2 separate regions of the Oryctolagus cuniculus genome follow, and region 2 is linked to region 1. Evidence: chromatin contacts called from public Micro-C data. All regions are on one chromosome and are shown on one strand. The core of a region is the stretch at or near the end of the contact, and the rest is flanking DNA. Distances in the headings are between cores, read along the strand shown. Region 1 holds the start of SELENON (selenoprotein N). Region 2 overlaps MACO1 (macoilin 1).

Region 1 (6,757 bases), core at 1,365-3,864:
TTACGCCTGCACCCTCGCAGCTGTGAAGCCAGGCGGAAGCTAGAGTTCAGCGCCTCCAGGCGGAAGCAGGGCCCAGGGAGAGGAGAGGACAGCGTGTGGAGCGCCTGGATGTCACCCAGACCGCACTCCCCTCCCAGCCACCGCGTCTGCAGGGCGACGCCCAGGCTCTCCACGAGCTGGCTCCCCGCCTCCTCCTCTCCCTTCACGCACCCTGGGCTCCCCTGCTTGCGGCCACTGGACTGTGTCCTGGCAACGCCACGGGCGCCACCAAGCTTCCTGCCACTGGGCCTCATCTCTGCTGTGCCCACACACAGTGGGCTCCTCCCTGCAGGCTGTGGCTCAACAGCGGCTGGACCTCTGCCCTGTGTCGTGTCTTCTGAGGCTGGGGAGGAGACCAGCGGCCACTGACTTCCCCGGGGAGGGGAGGGGAGACCCCGCTGCGTCCTCCGACCAATCCCCGATCCCAGAACAGACCAGCTGGCCCTTCGTGAACATCTGATGTCCCTGCTAAGCCATGAGATCCTCGAGGACTCGGCCCTGCGTCACTGACCTCATGGTTTCCATTTGCTGCTAGTTTTCAGCTGCCACGCTCGCCCGCCCTGGGGCCAGAAAGGAGCTGCGGGGACACCACCCAAGGCTACCTCTTGCCACAGCAGCCTCATGGGCGTGGTCCCCCGAGGCCCTGTCCTGCCTAGGGTCTGGGTTGGGAGCCAAGCCCTCTTGGGAAAGGTGCCACCAGGCCCTGCAGAGCTGACATCCCCCAGAGCCAGCCCCAAGGGCCAGCCTCTTCCCGGAAACGCACTGACCTGAGCTCACAGCTGCACCGCACCCATGCCCTCCTGCCCTCCTGAGCCCCGCAACAGGGACCAGCGGGGTGTTTGTCTTTTTTTTTTTTTTTTTAAGGCAGAATGACAGAGATCTTCCATTCACTGCTTCACTCCCCAAATGGCCACAATGGCCAGCGCTGGGCCAGGCTGAAGCCAGGAGCCATAAACTCTATCCAGGTCTCCCACATGGGTGGCAGGGGCCTAAGTCCTTTGGCCATCATCTGCTGCTTTCCCAGGTGCATTAGCAGGGAGCTGGTCAGAAGTGAAGCAGCCAGGACTTGAACCGGCACTCACAGGGGACGCTAAAGACAAAAAGCTGGAGTAATAAATGAGTCACCTGGCCAGGCCAGGGGACCACCCCTCCCTTATTTCCCAGGGGCCCGGGTTCATCCATCTTGTCTCCCAACCTGCTTTCTGCTCTGTTAGTTCTGCTTCCTGATAGAACGGAGTTTGGTTTTCTAACAGCATCTGTCGTATGCAGGGTGTCCCCAAACATTAGCAATAATGAGTTGGAAGTGGCACTGCTGGGAGGTGGGAAGCCAGCGCCAGATGTCAGCTCTTCTGTGGGTGCCCCTGAGACACGGGGCCAGAGCACAGGGCAGGGGCTGGGCTGAGCAAGCCACTCATCCCACTGACACTGTGGAGGGGCCACACAGCCCTGCGAGCACGTGCTGTTGGCATGACCGGACGCCAAGGCCAGCCAGTGGTGGAGCAGACCCCGCCTCTGCCACCGGCTGGGCCATCCCCTGAGGCCCCGGGAGGCCGGATGGCAAGAGATGTGGACTGAGATCTGGGTGCCAGAGCTCAGACGGCTTCACCTGAACACGGGTGGACAATCCTGAGTGGCAGGTGCACAGGCACTGGGGTCCACATGTCCTCGCAGCACGGGTGCTGCTGGCTGCCCGGGGCCCAGAGTCCTCCTGTGGGGGGCAAAGCAGCTGGGCCTCTGCCCGGAAGTACAGATGGAGCCCTCCAGGGGCCCCGAGGGGCTGCTGGGGACCCTGCCCACACGGAAACCTATCCCCAGACTCCACCAGCCCCCCTCCCTGAGGCTCCCCCCAAGCAGGCCCTCCCCAGGGTGCCCCAGCTCCAGCAGGGACAGCATCCCTGGGCCTAGGGAGGGGGATGTGGCCTGCTGGGTACCCGCAGCCCCTGCCTACCACAACCCCCTGAAACAGGCCACCACCCCTGCGCCAGGGCCGGGACGGGCTGGGACCACAGAGACCCCGCTGCGCCTTTTCCTTCTGTTGCTGTTGACGATGCCTGAAGACGTCTGGGAAAACAGGAGGGGTAGAAGGGAGGTGGGGCGGGTGGGATCCCTGGCAGGGGGACCGGTTGTGCCCGCCTCCGGCCTCCCCCGCACCTGCCCACTGCGGGGACCCTGAAGCCCTTTCCCCCAACCCCGGGACCCGCGGACGCACGGATTCCCACCCCCACCCCGCGGCCCGGCCCCCTTCTGCGTCCCTGCCCCTGTCTGGAGTGGCTCTCTGGACTCGGCCGGGCGGGACGGGAGCGGAGGCCTGGTGCAGGCCTGATCCACTGCAGCCGGGGAAGGAGGCCCGCGTGGCCAGGAGGCCCGCATTCCCTTCCAGACTGCACCGACGCCTTGGCCACCGCGGGCGGCCGCCGTGCGCGGGCCGGAAGCGCCAGGCTCTGGGCGAGCGCGGAGCCCGCAGCTGCAGACGGACCCCGGCCCGGCCCCTGCCGCGGCCCCGCCCCCTGCCCCGGCCCCGGCCCGGGCCCCGCCCGCAACGGCCCGCGAGTCGCGCCGGGGCCGCCCGGGAACCGCAGCCGCGCCGCCGCCATGGGCCGGGCCCGGCCGGCCGAGCGCCCGCCGCCCAGCCTGGAGCCGGACGCGCCGCCGCCCGCGCCTCCGAGCCGCCGCGCCCGCGCCCTGGCGCTGCTCGGGGCCCTGCTCGCCGCCGCTGCCGCCGCCGCCGCCGCCCGGGCCTGCGCCCGCCACGCAGAGACCCAAGCAGCCGCGCGGCAGGTGGGCTGGGCCGGGCCGGGCCGCGTGGGGTCTTGGTGGGCAGGGGTCGGGTGGGCGCAGAGGGTGTGTGTCGGGGCGGGGGTGGCTGGGCCGGCCGAGCCGAGCATCTGCCCGGGTGAGGTCGGGGCTGCCTTGGACAGTGACCGCAGACAAAGGCGCGGTGGGAGGCTGGGGTCGCAAGACAGGAGACAGCGGTGGTGCAAGAGCCGGGTGAAGTGGGCAGGCCCTGAGGGCAGGGTGGGACAGACTGCGAGGGGCATCAGATGAGGAAGCCGGGACCAGAGGGACCGGAAGGGGCTGGGGGCCCCAGGGCGGTGCAGAGGTTTGCAGGGAGACACTGGGAGGTCCTGGGGGATATGGGACCATGGTGGCTGAGTGGCTTCATCAGGGGACACAGGGAGCATCCAAGTGGTGCTCAGCCCAGCCCTTCCTCCCGAGCAGGAATCCGCGCGGAAGGCCCTGGGCACCGAAGGCTTCTTTCTCTTCTCCTCCTTGGACACGGACCAGGATCTGTCCATCAGCCCCGAGGAGTTCAGGCCCATTGCTGAGAAGCTCACGGGTAAGGAGAGGCTGGGCCTGTGCAGGACGTGTCCCGGCTTCTCTGCCCGCACTGAGCTGCAGCCTGGAGAGGAGGGACGATCCCTCAGGGGTCCAAGCGGCCCCGACCCCTCTGGCTGGTGGCTTGGGGGAGCTGCCTCCTTCCCTGCGGCCGTGAGTAGTGATGTAGTTAACATGCCTTACCCAGCTCCAGGTGCCTCACAACGCCTTCAGGGGACGTCTCTCCAGAAACCTTGGCACAGCCCTGTGTGCAAGTCCTGTGTCCTGTGTCCACAATCCTGAGTCCATCATCTGGGACGCTAAGCCACAAGCCAGGAGGGTGGAGAGCCGGGGATAGGGCCGTAGTCTGGTTCCAGGGTCCTGCGCTGGCTCCCAGATCTGAGAACTGGAGAGCACGCAGGCCAGGGGCCAGTACGCGTACTCAGGACACAAGAGCTGGTACCTGTCGCCAGCTGCTGTCACCATGTCACCCATCCCATTCCTGCCATCCATTTGTACCTCGTGATTTGGGGAGGGGGACTCGATGAGGGGCTGGAGCACTGTAATGAATTATAACTTGCCCCTCTGCCACCCGCACCCCCCACCACCGCACCGTCTGCACCCACGTCCTCTCGCATTCCTGTGACACTTCTCAGTCTTGTGGCTTTGCTACCCAGGTTGCTGGTATGGACCGGTCAGTAGGTGGCGAAAGGCACGGGGCAGGCAGCTGCGCCGGGGGCCTGAGCACCAAAGCGCTGCCCTGGGTTGGTCGGTCCGGACACAGGTTGGGTAGGCTGGCCACTTGCTGGCCTGCGACGCGTGGCCTCTGGCAGCGGGGGCAGGTCAGAGAGCAAATGCTAATTGGCCACAAGGCTGTGTATCAGTGTCTCCGTGAGGCAGGAGGCAGCAGCTCTGTCCCGAAAGCAGATGGGCTGGCAGACAGGTCAGCCCTCGTGGCCTTGCTTTTCGCTCGCATTCTGCATACATTTCTCCGAGCGTCTGCACAGCCACCTGTGCGCCCTTTGTTTACGGCCAGAGAGCGGGAGTTCCTTTTAGCCAAGCCGCTGGGCCTGCGGGCCCTTTCATTTAAAGATTTATTTAATGTATTGGAAGGGCAGAGTGACAGAGAGAGATCTTCCATCCGCTGGTTCACTTCCCAAAGGCTACAACGGCTGGGGCTGGGCCAGAGAAAGCCAGAGCCAAGAACTCCATCCGGGTCTCCCACGAGGATGGCGAGGGCCCAAGGACGTGGGCCATCTTCTGCTGTTTTCCTAGGCACGTTAGCCAGGAGCTGGATTGGAAGCAGAGCAGCCGGGACTCGGGCAGGTGCTCACTTGGGATACCAGCATCGCAGGCAGTGGCTTTACCCACTGCGCCACAGCGCTGGCCCCACTAATTTAAATGTCTTTCTCCACCAGGGGGAGAGGATAGCTCCGGGCTGTGGGCCAAGTTTTAGGAAAGCAGAGGCAAAACAAATCAATCCTAGCGGGAAACAGAGGCCAGGCAGTGGGATTGTGGGCGCGGTTCCTTTCCTGCCTTTTACAGTTTTACAAATTGTCCATAACGAGCAACGTTACAGGTAAGTCAGGAAGTGCAACTTCCTGTTTAAAAACCAAAGGGCTTTACAACGCCGAGAGGTGTGACTATTGATCTGAGCTAGCAGTCAGGCCAGCAAGGCTCACTAACAGCCCCGTGTGTTCCATCACGCCCGGTCACTCCCGGGCTTGGAGGCTCCGGGCGGCTCTGCTCTGGAAAGTGCCTGCCTGGACCGGCCAGGCAGAAATCAGAGGGCTCCTTGGGAACCGGGGCTTGCAGCAGGAGCCCCCGGGGGGTTCGCAGTCAAAGGCAGAGGCCTGATCGTGGCCCCGTCCTCTCTGACTCAGTAGCCTATGGGGTGGGTTCTGAGCATCTGTAGTTGTTTTTCTTTTTTTAACTTGCATGTTTTTTCAAAGATTTATTTTTATTTACTCATAAGGCAGAGTTAGAGAGAGAGAGAGAGCGTGCTCCCCTCTACACTCCCCAAATGACTTCAGTGACAAGGCTGAGCCAGGCCAGAAGCTGGGCACTCAGTCCAGGTCTTGCATGTGGGTGGCAGGGACCCAACTCCTTGAGGCACCGCCTGCTGCCTCCCAGGGTGCACATTAGCAGGAAGCTGGAATGGGGGTCAGGATCGGGACTGGAACCCAGGCTCTGTGATGTGGGATGTGATATGCGGGCTTCCCAGTGGCCTCTTAACTACACTGCACCAATGCCCGCCCACATCTGTAGTTGAAAGAGGCATCCTGGTGGTTCCAAGGGCCCCTGGCTGGGGACCGCCCCCGGGCTTGCATTCCGCTTGCCAGCGCCAGGCCTCCTCGCCCTATCACAGGCCTGCCCTGGGAGAGCAGATGCCGCAGACCCCGCCCCGCTTCGTTCCGCACCTGCTTTGCTCCACCTGTCGCTCGCCCCTCTAGCAGCCGGCTTCCTTCCTCCCTAAGGCTTCCTGGTGACTCCTGCACACTTGCCGGTCAGTGCACCTGGCAGGTCTGCAAGCAGGAGACTCGAGGGCTGCGGTGCAGTGGCTGCCAGTCCAGCCCCTCCTTCCACAGAGGGGGACCCGGCCACCCAGAAAGGCAGGGCTCCCCCGGGGACACGGAGCAGGGCCTGTGTGGCTTGCCCTCCCTTCTGGCTTTCATTCGCTCTGATTGCCTTGATTGAGGCCCTGTCGGTCCCAGGAGAGCCCCAGAGCCGTGGCTGGGGGTGGGCTTTGAGTGCAACGGGCCTGGGTGTGAGTCCTGCCCCCCAGCCTGGCTCTGTGACCCCTGGGGAAGCAGCTTCTCCCCCCGAGCCCCCGCTGTCTCATTCAGCGCCTCCCAGGACTGTTGGGAGCTGGAACAGGTCCCACTGACGTTGCCTTGGTGGGTCATGACAGCCACCTGCGTCCCACAGGGTCCACCACAGCCACCAGCTATGAGGACGAGGAGCTGCCCACTGACCCCAGCGAGGAGACGTTCACCATAGAAGCCCGATTCCAGCCTCTGCTCCCAGAGACCATGACCAAGAGCAAGGATGGGTTCCTGGGGGTGAGTGGGGTGGGGACACAGTGGGACCCCCTGCACGCACCCACACCTGGCCCTGTGCCAGGTGCCCACTGTGCCAGGCCCTGGGGCTCTGGTGGCTGTGATGCTGTCCCTGCCGTCTGGACCCATAGTCTGGTGGGGGAGCGGGAGATAGAAGTGAGTCCCTGCTGCAGGAGGGGGAATCTGGGATGGCTTCCTGGAGGGAGTGACATCTGATGGAGACTGACCACAGGGTAGGAAAGTGTGGTTGGAGGAAACAGCAGTGGACACTTCTTGTCGGAGTTTCTTTCTGTCCATCTGTCCTGTCTCGGCCCGCAGGCCCCTAGCACAGTGCCTGGCACTGA
Region 2 (6,757 bases), core at 2,940-5,439, 240 kb before region 1:
GGAGGTGGGGCGCTGGTTTAGGTAGGAGGACCGGGAAAGCTCTTCCAAGGAAGTGCAAAGAGAACCCGCACCAAGAGTTAGTGGTGCAGAGGGCAGGAGAGCACGGGAGGGGACGTGGGCAGGGGCTTGGTGCTGGACACCGCATCCCGCGTCGGAGTGCCTGGCTCGAGTTCCAGCAGTTTTGTTTAAGTTTTGTTGATTGTATATGAAAGAATTACTCAGAGAAAGAGAGAGAGAGATCTTCCATCTGCTGGTTCACTGCCCAATGGCCACAATAGCCAGGGCTGGGCCAGGCCAAAGCCAGGAACCCGGAACTCCATCCAGGTCTCCCACGTGGGTGGCAGGGGCCAAGGCACTTGGGCCATCTTCCATTGCTTTCCCAGGCGCATTACCAGGGAGCTGGATCAGAAGTAGAGCAGCCAGGACTCGAACTGGCACTCTGATGGGATGCTGACGTCACAGGTAGCAACTTAACCCACTGTGTCGTCTCTGCTTCTGATCCAGCTTCCTGCTAATGCTCGTCCTGGGAGACAGCAGATGATGGCTCAAGTGCGTGGGTCCCTGCTCTACCTACACGGGAGACCTTGGCTGAGTTCTGGGCTCCTGGCTTAGCCTGCTGTTGTAGGCATTTGGAAACTGAGCCAGCAGATAGAAGATATTTTTCGCTGTCTTTCTTTGTCTACCTTTCACATAAAATGAAAATAAATAAGCAAACTTTTTTTTTTAATTGCGGAAGGAAGTGACTGAAGCAGGCAGGAGCTGATAGGGTCAAGAAGCAAGCATAGTGAGGGGCTGTGCCCAAGCTGACCAGAGTAATGACGCCGAAGCCACCAGCAGAATCTAGCCTGGGCGGTTGGTCCGAGGCATGGGCAAGCAATCTAGGTCACGCCTGAATCCGGCCCCCACCCCACCCCCCCGGCAGCAGGCACAGAAACGCGTCTGTTTTCTGTAAGAAAACCTGGAGGCAGAAGTGTATTGTGACCAGTTCTGTGGCCTTGACTGTTCTGTGTCTCAGAGATGGTCCATCCTTCCAGAAAAAACGTCAGAAAATGTTAGAGCCATAGGTCAAAATCCACACCCCTCTGAAGTGGTCAGAGGTGACTGCCATGTGTAAAACGTGGCCCCTGGGCACTGACTCCTTCGGTCACACCCACGTGAGCAGAGTTGCTTCTTCCCTCTGAGCCAGGGATCACTGAACTGTGGCCCACAGGCCAGTCCTGGCCTCACACTCTCCCAGCGTTCCTGAGCCAAGACTGGCGGTTACCTTTCTCCGTAGCTGGGGGCTTGGGAGGCAAACGGGGGAGGCAGCGCGTGGCCCACCGGTGCCCAGCACATCTGCTGGGGCCCTTTGAGGAAAAGCTTGTCCGCCCTTAGGCTGCCGAGCCTGGAGGCGCGTCCGCTGTGCCCGAGCTGGCGGGGTCGGCCCACTGAGCCCGCCTCCTCACTGACGCTGGGTCTTTGATTTTCCAGGACAAATCCTTCAGAAAGACCAGGAAATCAAGGACCTGAAGCAGAAGATAGCGGAGGTCATGGCCGTCATGCCCAGCATCACGTACAGCGCCGCCACCAGCCCCCTGAGCCCCGTGTCCCCCCACTACTCTTCCAAATTTGTGGAGACCAGCCCCTCTGGACTGGACCCCAACGCCTCTGTTTACCAGCCCCTGAAGAAATGAAGACCAGCCGTGTGTTTTGCCCCATTTGGTTACCAGAAGGCATCACAAGGGAGTGTATCTGGCAGTCAAGATAAAAAAAAAAAAAAAGTTTCTATTGTATTTTGTGGGACTCTGTATGTTGTCATTTTTCAAACCGGGGGGGAGTTAACACCAGGTCCGATCAGAACTGCCCATCAGTTTTTCTTGTAAATTTTTAGAAGACCTCACAGAACTTTGCAGTTTATTTTTTTCGGCCAACACATTAAAACCATTCTTGGATTTCAAGTAGCCAATTTTGCCTTTTATGTATTCTTACATAGTTCCCTCTTGAAGGAAAAAAAAAAGCAGAGTTTTTGCTTTTCCACCCTTTGTTTTGTTCTTAAAAAAAGAAAAAAAGCAAAAACTGCACATTGGATTCACACGGGTTGATAATGGAAAGTTAGTTTTTAGAGTAGAAGTGAAGTAAGCCGACAGCCTTGATTCCCCAGCCACATTAAAGAAGATTCCTGATGTTACAGGAAACAAATCGGTTGCCCCTCCAGCCCCTCAGATTCCAGGCGCGTGACGTAAGCGGGGGCCGGGGCTTTGCCCTGGCGTGTGTGCACGGTTGCGTGGGAAGTCCTGGTACCCCTGGTGTGTTCAGGCCGAGGAGATGGCCGGCAGCAGCCTTCCTCAGTGCCTTGGGAAAGGCGTCCAGAGCAAACGCGTCGTCCTCACCCCCCCCCCCATGCCATCCCTGTCTTCTCCGTCACACTCACGTGGGTCCTGCCGTAATGCTGGTGGGCAGCTGGGCTCGGCATGGCCGCGGCCGCTGCATCTTGCGTTCCTCTCCCCGGAAGGCGCCGTGTGCTGTGTGCTCGTCCCTGGTAAAGCAGCCGGCCCGGGAGCCGGGCGGTGTGCGTGCGTGCATGCGTGCGAGACTCTGACGGCGGCTAATAAAAGCTAAGGTCTAGGGGTTTTTTCCCCTTCCATTTCATTTAACTGTTTTCTCCACTTCTCATCATCTTGTGTTTGACCATTTAAAAGAAGCTTGACTATTCCCCAGCTCTTGTGCCAAGGAGGGCTTTTTCTTTTTTAAGACTTTTAAATTCAAAACTGCACAAAGTACAAGTTTCACGCGTGTATTATACGTGGATAGAAAAGAGTTTGCAAGGCAACTTTTGGAAGTGTTTAAGAAACAGGAAGGAGGGGGAGGGATTGGGAGAGTGGGACAAGTAAATTATATTTGGAAACTAGGAAAAATTAAGAAACCAAATAGGCTGGTCTTGCTTGCTTGCCATGGGTTCTGGAAGGACATGGTCCCTCTAGTTAATTGGCATGTATGTCTTATTTAAAGCAATCTAAGTAGGACAAGCAAGTCAGTAAAATAGAAGCATTAAAAAGAACCATCCTTCAATCACAGATCTTATTTTGGGATTAAGAAAAAAAAAGCTTCTAGCTTTAGCCAGGTGTGCATGTTGCTGCCATTTGCATTTTTGGAATCCTCTTGTGTAACTGTTGCCACGAAAGTGTTACTTAGAATTGTCATAGCTCTCTCCATCTCTGTGCAACAACGTGGAGAATCGTGTTGAGGGAGCCCCCATTTTGCTGCCTTTTGGGACACTTTTCGTTAATACTTGGTCTTGGCTGCATTCTTTTTTTCCTTGTGGGGTTCAAAAGAATAAACATTTTCTTATGGCTAAAACTAGTTTTTTTTTTGTTTTTTTTTGTTTTTTTTTTTGGTTTTGGTTTTGGTTTTTGCCTTTTTAACTGTTCAGGAGGGCACAGCAAGGTAGACTGAGCAGGGCTTCGCGCTCACTGTCTTGGTCCCTCCTTCTCTCCGCCCATCTGCCATCAGTGTCAGCGGGCCGGGAGCAGGCACCGACCCAGAGGAGCCCCGCCAAGGGCCAGGGTGCATGTGAATTTGATTGCTGTTCTCCAACATGTAAACACTCGCATTTGTCCTCTCTCTCTCTGTCCCTGCCCCTCCTTCTCTCTCCCTCTGCCCCTCTCTCCCCATCTCTCTCCACCTCTGCCCCTCTCTCTCCCCATCTCTCCCTCTCTTTCCCCTCTCTCTCTCCCCCTCTGCCCCTCTCTCCTCATTCCCTCCTCTCTCTCTCCCTCCCACCCTCCCCGCTCTGGCATTTGATTCCAGCCAAGGCCAACTTGTTTTCCAGTACCACCCTCCTTTCCTAAAAAAGCAAGTTAGGGTCAGGGGTGGGGAGTGTCAATGAGCAAATCTTGCAAGCAAGTTTCCTTCACCCATGCCTGTGCTCCGAATTTCTGGAATCTTGTTTGGCTGCAGAGTGACCGGTACCCTGCTGGGCCTGCTACCTGCTCAGATCCGGAGCTGCGCTCCAAGGCCACCGCTTGTGTCATCCTGGTCCGCGGAGGCTCTGTGCTCGCCTCCGAGGAGCCAGCGGCCGTTTTTGGCCATTGTTGCAACTGATCTTGGCTGGAGTTTTGGAAAACTCTGCTGCTGGCACCTCACCCTGCGTCCTGACCCCTGGGTAGTCTTCCAGAGGCTGGGCTATTAAGCCACTTGCAGACACAGCACACTCAGTACCGTGAAGGGAATCCCCCAGGGGAAACACCGAGGCCAGCCGGGGTGCCGCTCTCCCTGCAGGGCTGTCTGCCTACGGCTCTCTCCTTTCCACCCAGGAAGTCTCTCTCCTTTCCACCCAGGAAGTCTCCAGTTGTCTTTGTTATTTTATGCGCATCCCACAGTGGCTCCACGTCTCAGTGCATTGTAATTGACCGCATGCCAGGAAGCATCGGTTGGCCTGCTGGATGGTTACGGCTCACAGGAAGGGCGGGCCGAGTGTTCTGACATCTCTGTTGACATCTGCCAAGTGTGCATAAGGAAGTGTCCCTGGAATCATCTTCGCCAAGAGATCCCATAAAGCGGGAGTGAACGCTTTCCTGTGACTCCCCCAGCCGGCAGGGAGGGAGCGGGCCTGCTCCTATGCCATGTCCCAGCCCCACCCAACCGTTCCCCAACCGTGCCATCCATACTGCACGGAGACCCCTAGAGAGGGACAGCAGAAACCTGCCTCGGAGCAGGTCAGTGAAGTCGGACCCCAGAAACTGTTGGCAGCAGGGCCTGGAAGGGGAGGCCCCCCGCCAGACCTGTGAGTGCCGGGTTCCCGCAGCCCAGCTGCACTGGCCGCCTCTGCTCGGCTTCCTGCGGGGCCCTGGAGCACAGCAGGGCCCTCAGACAGGGATGGGAGGCAGCTCCCGGTTTCGCCACCCTTAGCTCGGGGCCTCCCCTCACCTCGGGGGCCAGGGCATTTCCTCCCCGGTTTTCAGGAAGGTCCCTTGCAGCCCGCCTGAAAGAGACAGGAAGCAAAAGAGCAGGTTGGAAACTCCCCGGGGCCTCCCAGGCGGGAGTTAGAACTCCTGGTGAAGGCGGGGCCCTGGCTCCGGGCTCCGCCCCTGGGCCGCTTGCCCTGCACTGCCCCACTGTGTGGGCCCCGCCCCCACCTGACTGCGTTTTAACAAGACCTCCTGGTGATGGGGTCGCAGGTTGTTCTAGAAGTCCCGTCCTGAGCTGACTTTCTTAACCTCGTGCAGAAAGAACGCCGAGGGGCTGGTGCTGTGGCGCAGCGGGTGAAAGCCCTGGCCTGCAGTGCCGCCATCCCACATGGGCGCCAGTTTGAGTCCTGTCCCGGTTGCTCCTCTTTTGACCCAGCTCTCTGCTATGGCCTGGGAAAGCAGCAGAATTGGGTCCCACGTGGGAGACCTGGAAGAAGCTCGTGGCTCCTGGCTTCAGATCAGCACAGCTCCGGCCATTGCAGCCATCTGGGGAGTGATCCAGCGGGTGGAAGACCTCTCTCTCTGTCTCTACCTCCCTCTGTAACTCTCTTTCAAATAAATAAAATAAAATCTTAAAAAAAAAAAAAAAAAAAACAGACTTTGGAAGAAAGAGCTTGCGAGGGCCGCCACGCGGGAGGCGGAGAACTCTGCATCTCGTCCCTTTCCCTTGGGACACCTTAGAGCGTCAGCTTTAGGGGGACAGAAACGGCCGTCAGGATGTCTGCTCCTGACCCTGGAACCCAGACGACGACCAGGCTCCGCAAATGCTCGCCAAGGGAAGGAAGCTTCCTGAGCAGCGAGGCTGAGGCGTGTCAAAGTCAAAGTCAAATCGCGGGTCTGCGACCGCGAGGGCTGCAGGAATGACACGTGGAAACAGCCCAGGCAGCGTGTTCACTGTGGCGTCTTCCACCTGCTCATCTCTGGCTTCTACTGAGAGCGTGTTTTGTTTGTTCTTTTTTTTTTAAAAGATTTTAGTTATTTATTTGAGAGGTAGAGTGAGAGAGAGACCTCGCTGCAGGGAGCCTGCAGCCCACACAGCCCTAGACCCAGCGCCCAGCAATGCAAGTCAGCGGTCAGCCAGCAGATCGTATAAGACGTCCACCAGGAGGGCTCTGGGGGTGGGTGCCACGCTGCCTCTCTCCCTCTCTCCTCCGGCTGGCTCGGAGCATCTCTGCTCGATTCCTCTCTCAGGGCTTGCGTTCAGCTCCTCTGCCTTTGCCTGGGTCCCAGCCCAGCAGACCCTCAGGATGGGCTCCCGAGGGTTCTAGGCTGAGCTGCACACCCCGAGGGGGCCTTTGACCCCCCCCACCACCACCACCAGGAAGCCCTGGATCGGTTACTCTGGGAGATGACCCATTCTGCCTCCCTGCCCAGCTGAGGGGTGGCAGGGGTGCTCCCCAGGTGTGTTCGACTGGGCACAGCCCTCCCCTGACTGCCTGGAGCTCTCGATGGACATGGTGTGCTGCTGGGACACTCAGCCATACTCAGGACCACCGTGGTCAAACGACAGGTGTCCTCACAGCCGCCGGAAGCAGCCTGTTAAACAATCACCTCTGTGTGTGAGACAGCTTCCCGAGGCCCCCCCTACCCAGCTCCTGACTCGCCCTCTGGGCTAGGGCCTGAGCGGCCGCCCTTCTCAGAAGGAACAGTGGCTTGTGCCGCTGAAGCCGTCTCTCCCTGCTGCCACCAGAGGGCGCAGCACAGCCGAGGCTCTGCCCCAGACGTGTCATAGTAAGCCTGGCTGCTGGGTGGCAAGGGGGACCTCGGAGCCCGCCTGGACAGGCAGCAGAGGCCAGGTCAGGTGCCTCCGC

What was found. A called contact is a pair of places that touch in the nucleus more often than the background predicts.
Region 2: a contact with region 1 is called in a Micro-C map of ear pinna, with 3 times the contacts expected there. The contact joins the enhancer-like site here to the promoter of SELENON in region 1. A contact is called at or near these places in 3 of 6 Hi-C or Micro-C datasets (ear pinna, skin fibroblasts and an unstated tissue).

Annotation. Positions count from the first base shown.
Region 1 is chr7:145,607,664-145,614,420 of mOryCun1.1, reverse strand. SELENON (selenoprotein N) reads left to right here and starts at 2,614. Exons shown (of 12, transcript XM_070079057.1): 1 at 2,614-2,817; 2 at 3,259-3,376; 3 at 6,283-6,416. The coding sequence starts at 2,632.
Region 2 is chr7:145,853,148-145,859,904 of mOryCun1.1, reverse strand. MACO1 (macoilin 1) reads left to right here. Exons shown (of 9, transcript XM_070079065.1): 9 at 1,471-1,940. The coding sequence ends at 1,673. Among named protein-coding and RNA genes, the nearest start is that of LDLRAP1, 32 kb to the right of the region's middle. Within about 2 kb of position 4,189, at least 5 of the 8 cell types and tissues checked have an H3K27ac peak or open chromatin away from gene starts, as enhancers often do. A contact at or near this core is called in ear pinna, where this site is marked.